Linked DNA regions of Mus musculus: regions 2, 3 and 4 are each linked to region 1. A link is a contact called in public Hi-C, HiChIP or PLAC-seq and Micro-C data. All regions are on one chromosome and are shown on one strand. Each heading gives the region's core, a stretch centred on a gene start, on an enhancer-like site or on the middle of the called end of the contact. The rest is flanking DNA. Distances are from core to core; before and after follow the strand shown. Region 1 holds the start of Lrig3 (leucine-rich repeats and immunoglobulin-like domains 3). Region 2 has its middle 48 kb from the start of Gm30041. Region 3 has its middle 36 kb from the start of Gm29862. Region 4 has its middle 19 kb from the start of Gm36884.

Region 1 (3,174 bases), core at 263-2,762:
TCTTGTCTATCGTTCTAAAATGTGGCAAAGCTACAGGCAGGCAGAAGAAAGGGGAGGGGATATCTCACCTAAACTAGGGTGTGCCAACTTCAGAGTCTTTTATTTCCCCATGAATGGCCGTGCTTACACAGGTGAACGCTACAGTGCAAGTCAATGGTCATGGGGTTAAAGTCTCAATTCCATCAGCTATCTCATCCTGCATCAACTAGCTGATTAAGTAACCCAAGTCACAGACATGCTTGGGCAGATACCATGCAGCCAACAACCTACAGAAACAGAGCCTTAAAATTAGTTTATGTCACCCTACAAAATGTTAGGTATCTCTTTGGGACCTATTTTCCCTGAGGTGTTAGCAGATCAACTCTGAGGTCTCCATTATTTTCAACACCTTGCTACCCAGGTTACAGGCTGAGTACATCCAGACAGACTTCAGGGGTGCCTGGTATTTTGGTTCTACCTCCTCCCTCAATATACCCCACAGACAGATAAGCTTATTTAAGTCTGGTAGACTTTTCAGTCAAGAATGTCATCATTCAAAAGGCAGGTAGACTAAGGTAAGTGTGTGTGTGTGTGTGTGTGTGTGTGTGTGTAAGCATGTGTGTGCATGTGCACGTGTGTTTGTGCGTGCGTTCGTGTGTGCATGCGCACGTGTGCTTTTTCTTTCAAGGTCTTAGCATATATTAGTGTGGTTGCTTTTATTCTTCTTAGCTACTATTGTTTGGAATCTGATTGCCAACTTGGATTTATTAATTTATTATTTAGTTTATTAATTTATTTAGTTATTTATTAATTTATTATCATTCCCTCCAGCTCCATCTATTATAAACCAAGCTCCCATATCCCAAACCATGTCCTTTGTCCATCCATCTAGCCATCCATCCATGTGCACATACGTTTGAGACAGGGTCTCACTGTGTTGTCCTGGCCGGCCCGAAACTCATAGGTCTGCCTGCCTCTTCCATACAGTGCTGGGTTGCCAGGCTATACATATACATCATATACAAATACGCATACATATACATTATATATGTCCAATTTATGGGCATAAAAGACCTCACTGGCACCGATATTAATTTTTTTTATGAAAGCCACTGTTTCATTCGCCAACAATATAATAATCGACACAGTTCTCTCGCTAGGAATTGAAAGGCCTTGGAACACTGCAACTACTTTAACTGTACTCTCTAAAGTTTCCCTTAAGTAACTGCAGCTCAGAGCACCAGCCGGCTCAGTCCTTCGCTGGCTCGCTCCTTCGCTGGCTCGCTCTTGCCCTCCCATTCCATCTGATCTATGGTTCTCAGGACATAGCGGAGACTGCTGGCTGCAGACGCTGGAAAATGTAACTCGGAATTTCCTACAATCTCAGCTCCACTTTCTCCCGGGCGCCGGCTCGGGGCTGGAGCCTTGTTATTGTCACGTGGCCGCGGGTGCCAGGCGGGCCAATGGGCGCGCGCCCGCCTTCTCGCCCCGCCTCGCCGTTCCGCCGCGCCGGGACATCGCGCCCCGCCGCCCGCCGCAGGCGGAAAAGTTTCTCGGCGTGCCATCCCGTTCTCGGACGCCGCTCGGGCTGCCTTCACCGTGGCTGCCGGTCCTCCGCTGCTGGCTCTCCCGCTGTGCAGGGGCATGCGAGGCCTTCAGTGCGGGGACTGAGCCACCAGGAGCACGAGGCGGCGATCGGCGTGTCCAGCCCGGTCTGGGAGTCGGTGCTTTTGGGGGTGCGCGAGGTTGTAGAGCTCCGGGCCGAACCGGAGGCGGCGGGGCGCGCGGCGATGGGTGCTCCCGGACTCCGAGCGGCCACCGCGGCGCTGGGACTGCTGCTGTGCGCGGGGCTGGGGCGCGCGGGCCCGGCGGGAAGCGGAGGCCACGGGGCTCCCGGGCAGCTCTTGGACGACGATGCGCAGCGCCCGTGTCCAGCCGCCTGCCACTGCCTCGGGGACCTGCTGGACTGCAGCCGGCGGCGGCTGGTTCGCCTTCCCGATCCTCTCCCGGCCTGGGTCACACGGCTGTGAGTATCAGTATCATTCCGGTGGGGTGAAGGAGACCGGCCCGCCAGGGGTGCGAGACCAGAAGAGTCCGCCTAGGCCCGGGGCTCAGAGCGCACTATACAGCGCCCAGGCCGCTACCGGAGCCCTGTGGGGGGACTCAGTCTCCCTCTGCATCCGCGCAGGTGGGTTCTTGAGTCGCCACTCCTAGGCCAGCAGACCCGACGCCTGCGATTGGGAGCCAGTCTGCGAGACACTGTATTTTGCAAGTTTTCTTCTGAGTTTATGTAGGAAACTGGCCCAACTGTAGCTTCTCAGGGGTTAGTTAGGGTCCCTAGACGGTCACTGCAGGCGCGCCTTTCTCTTATAACCCCCCTTGCTCAAGCAAAGCCGCACAGACTTTTTCTCTCCGCAGTGCTTAATTTCACATTAGCAGACCATCAGCCTCGCTCCCGGGCCACTTTGAAATGCGTCTGCGTCTTGGTTACTGTGAGAAGTTGGGTGCGAAGACTGATCGGGTAGATTAAGCAAAGGAAGTAGGTTTTCACAACCGAGATCTGGGCAAGTTTAGAGCCTGCGCTGAGTGCTGTTTGGCGGATTTTAGCTGGGAAGCCAGAAACCCCGAAGTCACTGCCAACTGTGTGGATAGAACACGGAAGAAAATATAATTTACTTGGAAATGCGAGTCCTTACAAATGTCAGCTCTCTTTATTCTCTCCCAACCCCTAATTTTGTTAAAATTGGAGGGGGCGTTTAAGCCATAAGCAAAAAAGCAAAAGTTGCACTTAAAAAAAAAAGAAGTTGTCCCGTTTAAAAGAAATCAAATCACTTCATACTTAAAGATTCTGAAATTTAGGCCTAGCAGACATTCTCAGCTCTTAAACACTCGTAGGTCCTGACAATATTGGCCAGGCGGCTTAAGAAATCGTGGTTTTGATCCAGTGTCCCAACCTACATTGTTTCATCAGTTATAAGCTGTTGACCATCAAACAACACGCTCTCTTAAAAGGGAGTTTAATAAGGAAATAGAATTAACGAGAATTGGATTGATATTTAATGGCTGATTATGGAATGTCTGATGTAGCAGCTTTTATTACTCGTGAAAGGGGAGATAAAGACCTGAGCCTGAAGCAGGAAGACTTTCAATTAGTTGTGGCTAATTCCATTCAATTGCCTCTTGCCGGGTGGGGGG
Region 2 (3,400 bases), core at 802-3,301, 180 kb after region 1:
AATGGGGGTCACCACAGCATGAGGCACTGTATTAAAGGGTCACAGCAATAGGAAAGTTAAGGAACACTGTTCTAGATGAATCTGTGTTAAATAATAAGGCTACATACACTGTTTCTCCAAACAGTAAATTTCAGGCTTTGTTTGGAGTTCTGTCCCAAGACAATGGTGGTACTTCATCATGACCCATGAAAACTTTCCATTCCTAGCCTTTCTCCCTAGGAACCAATCAATGCAATTGCTGGCCCAACAGTCTAATGAAGAAAAGCAAACACTTAAGTTGAATTTGATTTGGTAACAATGTAGGCATCTGTCAGTAGATCAGCCAAAGTCTCGCCTACCACACATTGACTTTGCTTAGGACACTGGGTGGACAGTCTGAACTTGAGGCAACAGTCTGTCTTGACCACCCACTTCTGCAGTAACAGCTATGCTATCCCAGCCTACCCTAAGCACAGCGTGATCCTTTAGAATCTATTTTTTTCTTCATGTACCAAGCATTCATTCTGTTTACTAAGGTTTGAAAATAAAATCTAAAAATTCATTGAACCTCAGTTTAAAACATGGCCATTAAGGCAACGGCAGCAGAAATCTTCAAAGTATATTCCCGAGGAACAATCTCTACTTTCGCACTTAGCTACCTCACTATTCTAGGCTGGACATTCATTTCTGTCATGATAGAAGGGAGAAGACATAAGCAATGCCCTACTCTACACGTTCTTGCCTGTGTTTCTGGGAAACAGAAATCCCAGCATCCCAGCATCACTCAGGATGGGATATTCAATGCCAGATGTGTTTCAGGTTTGTTGTATGTCAAAGATTCCATGACAATACAATTTATCTCCTGGCACAGAGGACCTTGGGGAAAGAAATGAAAACTCTGGTGTATCTGGCAGACCAGGAACTTTCTAGACTCTATCCAAAGTCCCCTGAGTCAGAAACTGTGGTGGGTGTCCTGGGAACGGAGCCATGTAAACTTTTGTGGGTTAGAGACTGCGCCTTGCTGTCATTTTTATTCCCGGTGCTAAGCACAAATCTTGGGACAGAGCAGACATTCAATACCGATTTGCTAAATTCAATCATTCCACAAATATTTGAGTTCCTTCTACGGGCCAGATGTTGTTCCAGGCACTTGTATCCAAGAACAAAAACGGGCAAAAGTTCTGATTTTTCGGAACGTGGAAGCGGAAGGGAGAGCAATTAAACTGTAACAACGGGGCAAACTAAACAGCAAGGTAAGAGCTCAACAGCTGCAGGGGGAGAAGCTGTGAGGGATGAAGGTGAGGGGAGCCACGTGCAGCAGGAGCCCTCATGCAGCAGCTTTGTTAATTCAGTTCCAGGGTAGGTTTCCCCTGAAAAGGTAGCTTTTGAAAAGTGAGGAAAACAGACTACAGGATATCTAGCAACAAACTTCAGACTACTCGGGCAAAAGAGGGTTGTGCCTGGCACATCTGACTATACAAAAGACTCTCCCAAGCCTGGGCCAGAGAACAAGCCAATATTGTGGAACTCTGCCCTCTGGGAGTGAGGTGGCCACGGCCCTCTAAAAATCCTACAAATCGGTGTATTCGGGGTTACCCTACAAACCCTCAGGAGACCAGCACCATTGGTGTCCCCTCACAGAAGGAAAGGAGAGGGCTCAACCAAACCCTCAACTGAGAGTCCGGGGCACTTCTCCTCTCTCTGGCTCCCTGCACAAGTGGTGCTTGGTCTAAGGCTTCTAGAGGACTTAGGGTATAGACTGATGTCGGGGCTCCATCTTTGGTACTGTGGGGGGCACCAAACGCTGGCGCGATGGTTGTGCTTTTTGGTTATGCCTGGGACTGAGTCACTTGTGCTCCTAATTCGTTGATTTACCAAGCTGGGACTTTATATTTCTTCCCATCTCCCCGGGAAAAGAAAAGGGAGCAGGGTAAAAGCTCTAAGTCAGCTCTGCAAGCCAAGAATTCCTTCCTTTTATTGTGCATCGTCTCAAGCTCCAGGGAACATCAGAAAAATCAGTTCTGTGAATACAAGACCCAGAAACAACTGGATCCGTAGGACAGCTGCCCTCGCGTTCACTCTCTCCAGTTTTAAAGCGGCTTCGCAATGCACAGGGTTCAGCACATCGGCGTGCTCTGTGATTCCAGCACAAATTCTTCCTCTGGGATGAGCTATTAATCTGCAGGAGACTCGGCCGTGTCCGGGAATATCACTCAGTGTGATCAGTTTATATAAATTCCTCTAGCTGTACAAAAGCTGGTGCCAAACAATCAAATAAGCCAAAACACTAGAAGAACGAAAGCAAAACCACATACAAAAATATCAAATATAATAACTGCAAAGAGTCAGAGTTTGAGAACATGGTTAACAGACAGGCAGAAAGTAAGCACGGTTGATGTTTTTTAGGCTGTCCCCTCCAGCCCCCTGGGAAATCATTTCAGACTATTTCAGAACCTATACATATTTTCACACTATGTGCAGTTGTGAATTTTTATAGTTTGTGGTACTATAATTGCGTTAGAATTACTGAAGTTGCACCTGAACTGTGGTATATTCATAAGAATCACCTTTTGATATTTGGCACTAGCTTATTGAAGGAACTCAGCTACATTTTTTTTTTAATTCTCTGAGCTTCAATTTTTGAGGATACAGTTCAAAAGTAGTTTGGACTATTTTGCAAACATAATCACTCGTGTTTATTTCACTTACACCAGTCTCTCCGCGGTCTTCACTTTGTTCTCTGTCCATGAGCAGTATCCTCCAGTATTTAAATAACCTTATTTAAATATTTACACAGCCTGCATCCTCATAAAATAATTTCTTGATGGTACTGAGCCAAGGAAGTGTACCAGTTTGACCAACTGTAAAGCCATCTACATCATTATAATATGTATAAAATGATCGTAAATATGTAACCGTGAAACCTGTTGTCCTGCATTAATTATCCTACACATTATTAATCTCATTGCACTATGTTAATACAATAAATATTATATAACAGTGAGTACATACACCTTGTGTATTTGAAGCTTACGTGTTGTCAGAATTACTGGTAATTCTGGAAAAACGTACCACCCAAACTCCACATTCATAATAAGAACGCATCTTGTTTCTTTTATGTGTTTTGGATTTCGGCTACCGGCCCTGAGAACTTCCTAAATGAGAGGTAGGAACTCTGGCAGAGGGAGCAGACACAGGGAGTCTCCGCAGTCTGGAGCTGGCCGCACAACCTGTGGAGTCAGAGTTTCCTGAGCATGCGCAGTTCATCAGCTGTGCCTGGCGAAGCTCCTGTGTGATACACCAGCTTTTAACTTACAAACACTATGAGGTCAGAGAAGACTGTGGACAAAAACAAAGAATCTTAATAACGACATTTTAAAATGCTAGTTTTAAAGGTGACCTTTTAAAATGAAACTGATTT
Region 3 (2,966 bases), core at 172-2,671, 160 kb before region 1:
AGACTGATATCCAGGGGAGGCCTCCCCTTCTCTGAAGACAAAGGGGAGGGGAGGGGAGAGAGAGGGAGTAGGAAGGTAGGAGAGAGAGGAAGATGTAGTCAGGATGTAAAGTAAATAATTAATAAAAATATAAAAATAAAACACAATTTGAGAAAAACAAAACAACAACAACAACAAAAAAATCCCAACCATACTTTTGAATGCAATCCATACTATCTGAGGCCATGCCAAGAACTGACCTCAGGGCTGCAACTCTTTTCCATAGAAGTCAAGCCTGTGATGAAGCTAATGTCTGGGACATTGCCATTCAGTTTTTAAGAGCACAGACATGAGAGGAAGCATCTGACACTATCTAGGATTTGGTCCATATTTTATTCCTCTGTTTACCGGCGTGTGAGTGCTAAGTTAGTAGAAAATAGTCCTGGGAAAAGATGGGCAATTGTTGTTAGGGTCTGGGATGGCAAATGTAATTCGTGCTAGAATTCATCACTTCCAGTGTAACAAAGCTGTAACAGTGAAGCATCCATCGATGCTACAATTTTTCACTTGGGTGTAACAAAGCTGTAACAATGAAGCATGCGAGCATGAGCCAAGTAGAAGTCAGATTTCGTCTCAAATCCTCCCCATAGCACCAGCGGTGTGGACACTGCTGGGGAGGGGGGCTCCCTCTTGTTGAATATTTGCATGGCATGGGGCTAAGACCTCTCTCTCCATCTGTTTTATACCTCAACAGAGCTACCGTGAAAAGTGTATAATCTCTCCTTGCAGTTGAGTATGAAAAGACTTAGGCAATGCTCTCCAAATATTACTTGTGGCAATCAAAAGCAATCACTGCATTCAGGGGTTGGTACTCTGACTGCTGAGCTATGCGCTCTCTGACAGTAGCCATAGGACTCCCTGCATACATGGGACACAAGATAAGATTCCGTGTAGATTGTCCCTTGAGCATCTGCTAATCAGTTCTTTCTACAATTAAAAGCATCATGCGTGCATTTGCACGCGCTCAGTTTTCTGTCTGAATACGTTTGAGTATTGTTCCAGACGTGGTTAGGGTACGTCTCTTCAGAACCCTTGCTATAATTATAAAATTATCTGCCATACTTACAAAGAAATGCTTCCAAGTCACTCTCCACATTGCATTGCCTTCTCCCCTCTTCCAAGTCAGCTCACCTTTGGGTCCACCCTCATAACTGTGTCATTAGCAGTAACGGTGATTGATCTATTCCTTCTCGAGGCCTCTGGCCATCTGTGCAAGCAAAACTTCCAGCCCAGACATTTTTAAACATTAAACCTATACTGGAACTCTGTTCAATAGATCTTTCACAAATCCCCAGCCCCCAGCCCCAGAGAGTAAGAAAAGTCAGGTCATGAGCAGGAAGTAATGGAGACAAGGCAGTTTCTGAGCTGAGAGTGCCTTGGTTTATTGTTGTCATGACTACAGAGTTCCACATGCCTAAAGTCACTGGTTTCTGAGAAGAATGATGCAGTGTCTAGCCTTACAGCTGGACATATAAACCAAATTAGTCTGCCATGCCTCTACCTGCTTTGTGGTTATTAGTGAGAAGAGCAATATATCACACGATTGCTCATGCGACAGCTAAACCGTGCACACATGGCTTTCTCGTATCTGTAACTCATTTTTTTTCCCGGCTCCCAAGAATAATAGGTTGAAATCTCAGAGACAGGGTTGGTCCAAAGTAATTTTGACAGAGACTTCAAATTCTTGAATTAAAGATCAACCAGAAAGCAATCTATGGTAGTTCTATGTAGTTAATGCTGCCTATCTGTGTTTTAAGTCACAGGGAAGAGAGAGGTTTTTTTTTTTTTTCTTTTTTTTGGATTCCGTGCAAAACAGTTCAAAACTTCATTGATTTGTGAAAGAAATGATTTCTTTTTAAATTAAATTAAAGAAAGTGCTTCGGAGAGTAGAGGCCTGGCTTGCCTGCTCCAGATGTGAAATGAGGGTCTTGAGGAGGAGTCTGGTCCTTGCTCTCCAAATGATTAATTGAATGACCCAGGGGAAGTAATTTAACCCAGCCATGTAAAAAGAAAATACTCATTTACCCAGCAGAACAGAGCAGCTAAGTCGAACCCACACCTGCAGCAATGACCTCACTGTCTCCCCACAAGTGCTGCTATGACCCAGACCTCCCTGCCTCTGGCTCCTTCTGTCCCTTCTCAGCCCTGCCTCCTGCTTTAAACTCTCATCAAACTCATAAAGATTTTGGGTCCCTCGTTTTCTTCCCCCCATGCTGTTCTTCATTTGCAGCATGTACCAAAAAAAAAAAAAAGTTCAAAACCATGACATCATTCACTCTGCCTTTCGAAGCTCATGACCATAATCTATCGTTGCGTCTTTTCAGGATGCTCCTTATTTCCATGCTGGCCACATAGCTGGCTAGATCCTGCTTCTCTGGTGCCTGACTTGGACCTGGCCTTACTAGCAGACATCTGTCATCTTAAAAGGCCATACATATGCTTTCTTTGACAACACTCAGTTTTAATCTTGTCTGCTCATTGAACGGGCTTATGTAGCCAGCCTATGTTAGAAGGAATACATCTGGGGTGTTACCCCATCCCTCTGTTTACACATTACTTCCATCTTCTTAGATGGTGTCCCTTCAATGAACAAAGGGTGGTTAGACAGAGGCAAGCCCTTTTTAAGCAGGGTTTCGTGAAGCCGTAGCGATGGGGAAGAGCTACCCACACTATTTTTGATGTTCATTTCTCATCCTTCCAGGGAATGTTCATATTCTCAAGGGAACCTTCAGCTTGCTCTAAAGGACTGAACTTGGGGATACTGTGTTGGTGGTAGTTAGTGGCAAAGTCACTTGGAGCCTCTGGGGTTGGCTTTTAAGAAACTGTATTTGGTTAAATACGGGAGTGTCTGAATCCAGGTGAAGTAGAATTATCTGCAACTGAGAAGGTGTAAGATAAAACACGGCTCTGCCAGTGAGTTACATGAA
Region 4 (3,092 bases), core at 78-2,577, 240 kb before region 1:
CAAAGGGAATTTAGTGGGCACATTGAAGAGACATCTGCACTCTCATGTTCACTGAAATGCTGGGATGGTTTGTATGTGCTTGGCCCAGGGAGTGGCACTATTTGGAGGTGTGGCCCCATTGGAGTAGGTGTAACACTATGGGTGTGGGCTTTAATACCCTTGTCTTGGCTGACTGGAAGTCAGTATACTGCTAGCAGCCTTCAGATGAAGATGTCAAACTCTCAGCTCCTCCTGCACCATGCCTGCCTGGATGCTGCCTTGCTCCTGCCCTGATGATAGTGGACTGAACTTCTGAACCTGTAAACACCATCCCCAATTAAATGTTGTCCTTATAAGAATTACCTTGGTCATGGTGTCTGTTCACAGCAGTAAAACCCTAACTAAGACAAATGCTATCCATGGGAGCCAAGCTGAAGAAACTCTCTAAGTTTCTCATGGTTGATGGATGGATACAGTGAATATTAAAGTGGATTACTTACTATTCTGTCACTCACAATACAATGTGATCATTCAAAAATATAAATAAATAAATAAATAAGCACAGATGAAAAACCAGAGATTGTAATGTTAAATGAGATAAGCCAACAACAGAAAGCCAACTGCCTCGAGAGTTCATTCATAAATGGAATCTGTATGAGATATAGAAAATAAGGGTAAGGTGTTTGGAGCGAGTGGAAAGGGTGGGTTAAGAAATGTTGGCTAACAGGCAGTAATGTACAGTTATGGAGAAGGAAAATCTGGCCCGCCGCTGCCCAGTGGGGTCACTGGATGACAACAGCACTGTGTGTTTTAAAAAGCTCCAAGGAACGATCCTGTCTGTTCTCATGATAAGCAAATTATACGTGTGTGAGGAATTAGATGCGTCTGGATTTCGTATTATGTGATATGTGTACATACAACAGTGTAAGATGGTGCTCCGTCAACATGTACAATTGTATGTTGTAATGTATCCCCTAAGGAATTTTGGAAGTGGCCATTTAATTTATTTAATTCAGTAAAACATGATGCTGTTCTGGGACACGCAGCTCCGTGGCTAAGCACATCTTAGTTTGCAAAGGGCGATGGGATCCATCCTCCACCCATAAAAACGTACACGTAAGCCCAACTATATGTGCTATCTTGCATGATAGCAGATTGATTTAACTCAATAATAATTCGATTCGCCTACCTATAAGTAAACGTTAAGACACAGTCATTGCAAGTTGCAATGTTCGTGTGTGGTTTTTTTTTTTTTTTTTTTTTTTTTTGTACTGACCACTAGAGGGCAAGACAATCTAGCAGATTCGAGTAAGCCTAATTTTACCCTACAGAGGGCGGTACCCACCACGCTGGGCAAACGCGCCCACGTGCTCCACCAGGTCCCAGCCACTCACATCTGCCTTCTCCTTGAGGGTGATTGAAGAGCGGAAGAAAAGGCTACGGTCCTCTCAAGTAAACAATTTGTTGGCTGGCTCTTCTAAAGTTATTAGGGAAGTAGGTTCAGTTAAACAATTTTATTTTTCTAGATTTAAGTAGTTTAAGTCTGAAGTGAGAAGGAGGGAAGTCTCGAGTTTGAAGATAAATCTTCACAAAAGGGGAACCAGGAAACATGTGAAAATCATCTCCAATCAAAGGGACCCAGGGTTCCGCCTTGCCTGTTCTATAAACACACAGCATGGGTTTATCCTACAAGTCAAAGTCTTGAATTAGCAACATAAATAACCCTCCAGGGAAACAAAGGAAGGCTATGGGGGAGGGGCGGGCAGAGGGAAATCTCGAGTCTCAGACCCAGCATCTGGGACAAGGCCCAGCGTCCCTTCTGCTCAGCCTCAGTGGCCTGAACTGACAAGAGTGGGTGTCAAGTGCGGCTGCTCCTGACTTTCTCACACTGACTTAGCCCTGCCTCAACAGATGCAAAGCTCCTCTCTCTCCCTCTATAGGGGAGAATCTCTTCTACCCAAAGTTGGGATGGGAAGTGCGCATGCGCACAGCCACACAGGCGCCATTCTGTACAATCCTCTAACTTTAAAAGTGAGCCAAGTAAGAGATGATATTTCGCTGGCTCTTTAAAAATCTGTATTTTCTTTTCTTTTCTTTTCTTTTCTTTTCTTTTCTTTTCTTTTCTTTTCTTTTCTTTTTTCTTTTCTTTTCTTTCTCTCTCTCTCTCTCTCTCTCTCTCTCTCTCTCTCTCTCTCTCTCTCTCGCTCTCTCCCTCTCTCTCTCTCTCTCTCCCTAGCTCTCTCTCTCTCCCCCTTCCTTCCTTCCTTCCTTCCTTCCTTCCTTCCTTCCTTCCTTCCTTCCTTTCTTTCTCTCTCTCTTTTTTTCTTTTTGTTATTTGTATGCATCTCTACAACTAGTATTTTGAAGATAAATTTTTGACCCTTTCTTGAAAGAAATCAACAAACGGGGGGGAAAAATAAAAACTTCTGTTAAATTTTCTCTTTTAAGAAAGAAAACCAGGGCTGGACTAACAGGAGCGTGCTACGCTAATCTTTGGTGCCGTGGCACAAGGGAGTAAACTTGAGACTAGACAAGCAGAAATGTCTCTGACCCTTCTCTCATCAGCTGAGGGCTGCCCTGTCTGGATCTAGGGACAGGAAGGACTGTGGCCAGCAGCCAGAGATGCCTGAGCTGAGGCCCCGCGAGTTCCCCCAGCTTTGTAAACTGTTTTTTTGTTTTGTTTTGTTTTGTTTTGTTTTGTTTTATTGCACACTCGATCTAGCAAATGTTTCCTTGATTCTCCACTCGTCATCAAGTCTGCCATCAAACATGTAAGCTGATCTCTTCCTTGGGGTCACCTAAAAACAATATGAAGTAAGTTTATGTATGATGTCTGCTTAAGCTGTCTGCTCACAGCAGTCCCAGGTTCTGAACCTCATAGAGACAAAGGGAAAAGAAATTCTTCTCCTACGGAATGGAAAGGGGCCGATTTGGGGATACTTGACAGGGGTTCTTTTGACACTGTTTTTGTTTTGGATTTTGTTTTCCTCACAAAGTTTTTTTGTTTTTCGTTGTTTTTTTGTTTTTGTTTGTTTGTTTTGTTTTCCTTAGCGAATATTTGTCTTTAGTGTTGAGATTATGTGGCTGCAGCTGATCATGTATTTATGACATGT

The links. A called contact is a pair of places that touch in the nucleus more often than the background predicts. HiChIP or PLAC-seq counts read pairs in DNA pulled down with a chosen protein or histone mark.
Region 2: a contact with region 1 is called in a Micro-C map of the MC3T3-E1 cell line, with 5 times the contacts expected there. The contact joins the enhancer-like site here to the promoter of Lrig3 in region 1. A contact is called at or near these places in 1 of 39 promoter capture datasets (the 3T3-L1 cell line), 2 of 484 Hi-C or Micro-C datasets (the MC3T3-E1 cell line and adipose-derived mesenchymal stem cells), 1 of 115 datasets of contacts at active chromatin or transcription factors (embryonic limb bud) and 1 of 9 other capture datasets (adipose tissue).
Region 3: an H3K4me3 HiChIP or PLAC-seq map of embryonic limb bud shows a contact between it and region 1, with 5 times the contacts expected there. The contact joins the enhancer-like site here to the promoter of Lrig3 in region 1. A contact is called at or near these places in 5 of 39 promoter capture datasets (the 3T3-L1 cell line, 3T3-L1-derived adipocytes, liver and 2 more), 1 of 15 datasets of contacts at CTCF or cohesin (the NIH/3T3 cell line), 4 of 484 Hi-C or Micro-C datasets (embryonic fibroblasts, epidermal suprabasal cells, nephron progenitors and 1 more), 14 of 115 datasets of contacts at active chromatin or transcription factors (craniofacial prominence, embryonic hindbrain, embryonic limb bud and 6 more) and 4 of 9 other capture datasets (embryonic stem cells, embryonic tail, embryonic trunk and 1 more).
Region 4: a Hi-C map of uterus shows a contact between it and region 1, with 4 times the contacts expected there. The contact joins the enhancer-like site here to the promoter of Lrig3 in region 1. A contact is called at or near these places in 3 of 39 promoter capture datasets (the 3T3-L1 cell line, cancer-associated fibroblasts and hippocampal neurons), 5 of 484 Hi-C or Micro-C datasets (the MC3T3-E1 cell line, embryonic fibroblasts, palatal mesenchyme and 1 more) and 5 of 115 datasets of contacts at active chromatin or transcription factors (astrocytes, embryonic limb bud, forebrain and 1 more).

Annotation. Positions count from the first base shown.
Region 1 is chr10:125,964,707-125,967,880 of GRCm38.p6, forward strand. It overlaps Lrig3 (leucine-rich repeats and immunoglobulin-like domains 3), which reads left to right and starts at 1,513. Exons shown (of 19, transcript NM_177152.5): 1 at 1,513-2,005. The coding sequence starts at 1,770.
Region 2 is chr10:126,140,815-126,144,214 of GRCm38.p6, forward strand. No RefSeq gene overlaps it. Among named protein-coding and RNA genes, the nearest start is that of Gm30041, 48 kb to the left of the region's middle. Within about 2 kb of position 2,052, at least 32 of the 459 cell types and tissues checked have an H3K27ac peak or open chromatin away from gene starts, as enhancers often do. A contact at or near this core is called in the MC3T3-E1 cell line, where this site is marked.
Region 3 is chr10:125,808,725-125,811,690 of GRCm38.p6, forward strand. No RefSeq gene overlaps it. Among named protein-coding and RNA genes, the nearest start is that of Gm29862, 36 kb to the left of the region's middle. Within about 2 kb of position 1,422, at least 28 of the 459 cell types and tissues checked have an H3K27ac peak or open chromatin away from gene starts, as enhancers often do. A contact at or near this core is called in craniofacial prominence, embryonic limb bud, neural tube and 1 more, where this site is marked.
Region 4 is chr10:125,724,179-125,727,270 of GRCm38.p6, forward strand. No RefSeq gene overlaps it. Among named protein-coding and RNA genes, the nearest start is that of Gm36884, 19 kb to the right of the region's middle. Within about 2 kb of position 1,328, at least 27 of the 459 cell types and tissues checked have an H3K27ac peak or open chromatin away from gene starts, as enhancers often do. A contact at or near this core is called in uterus, where this site is marked.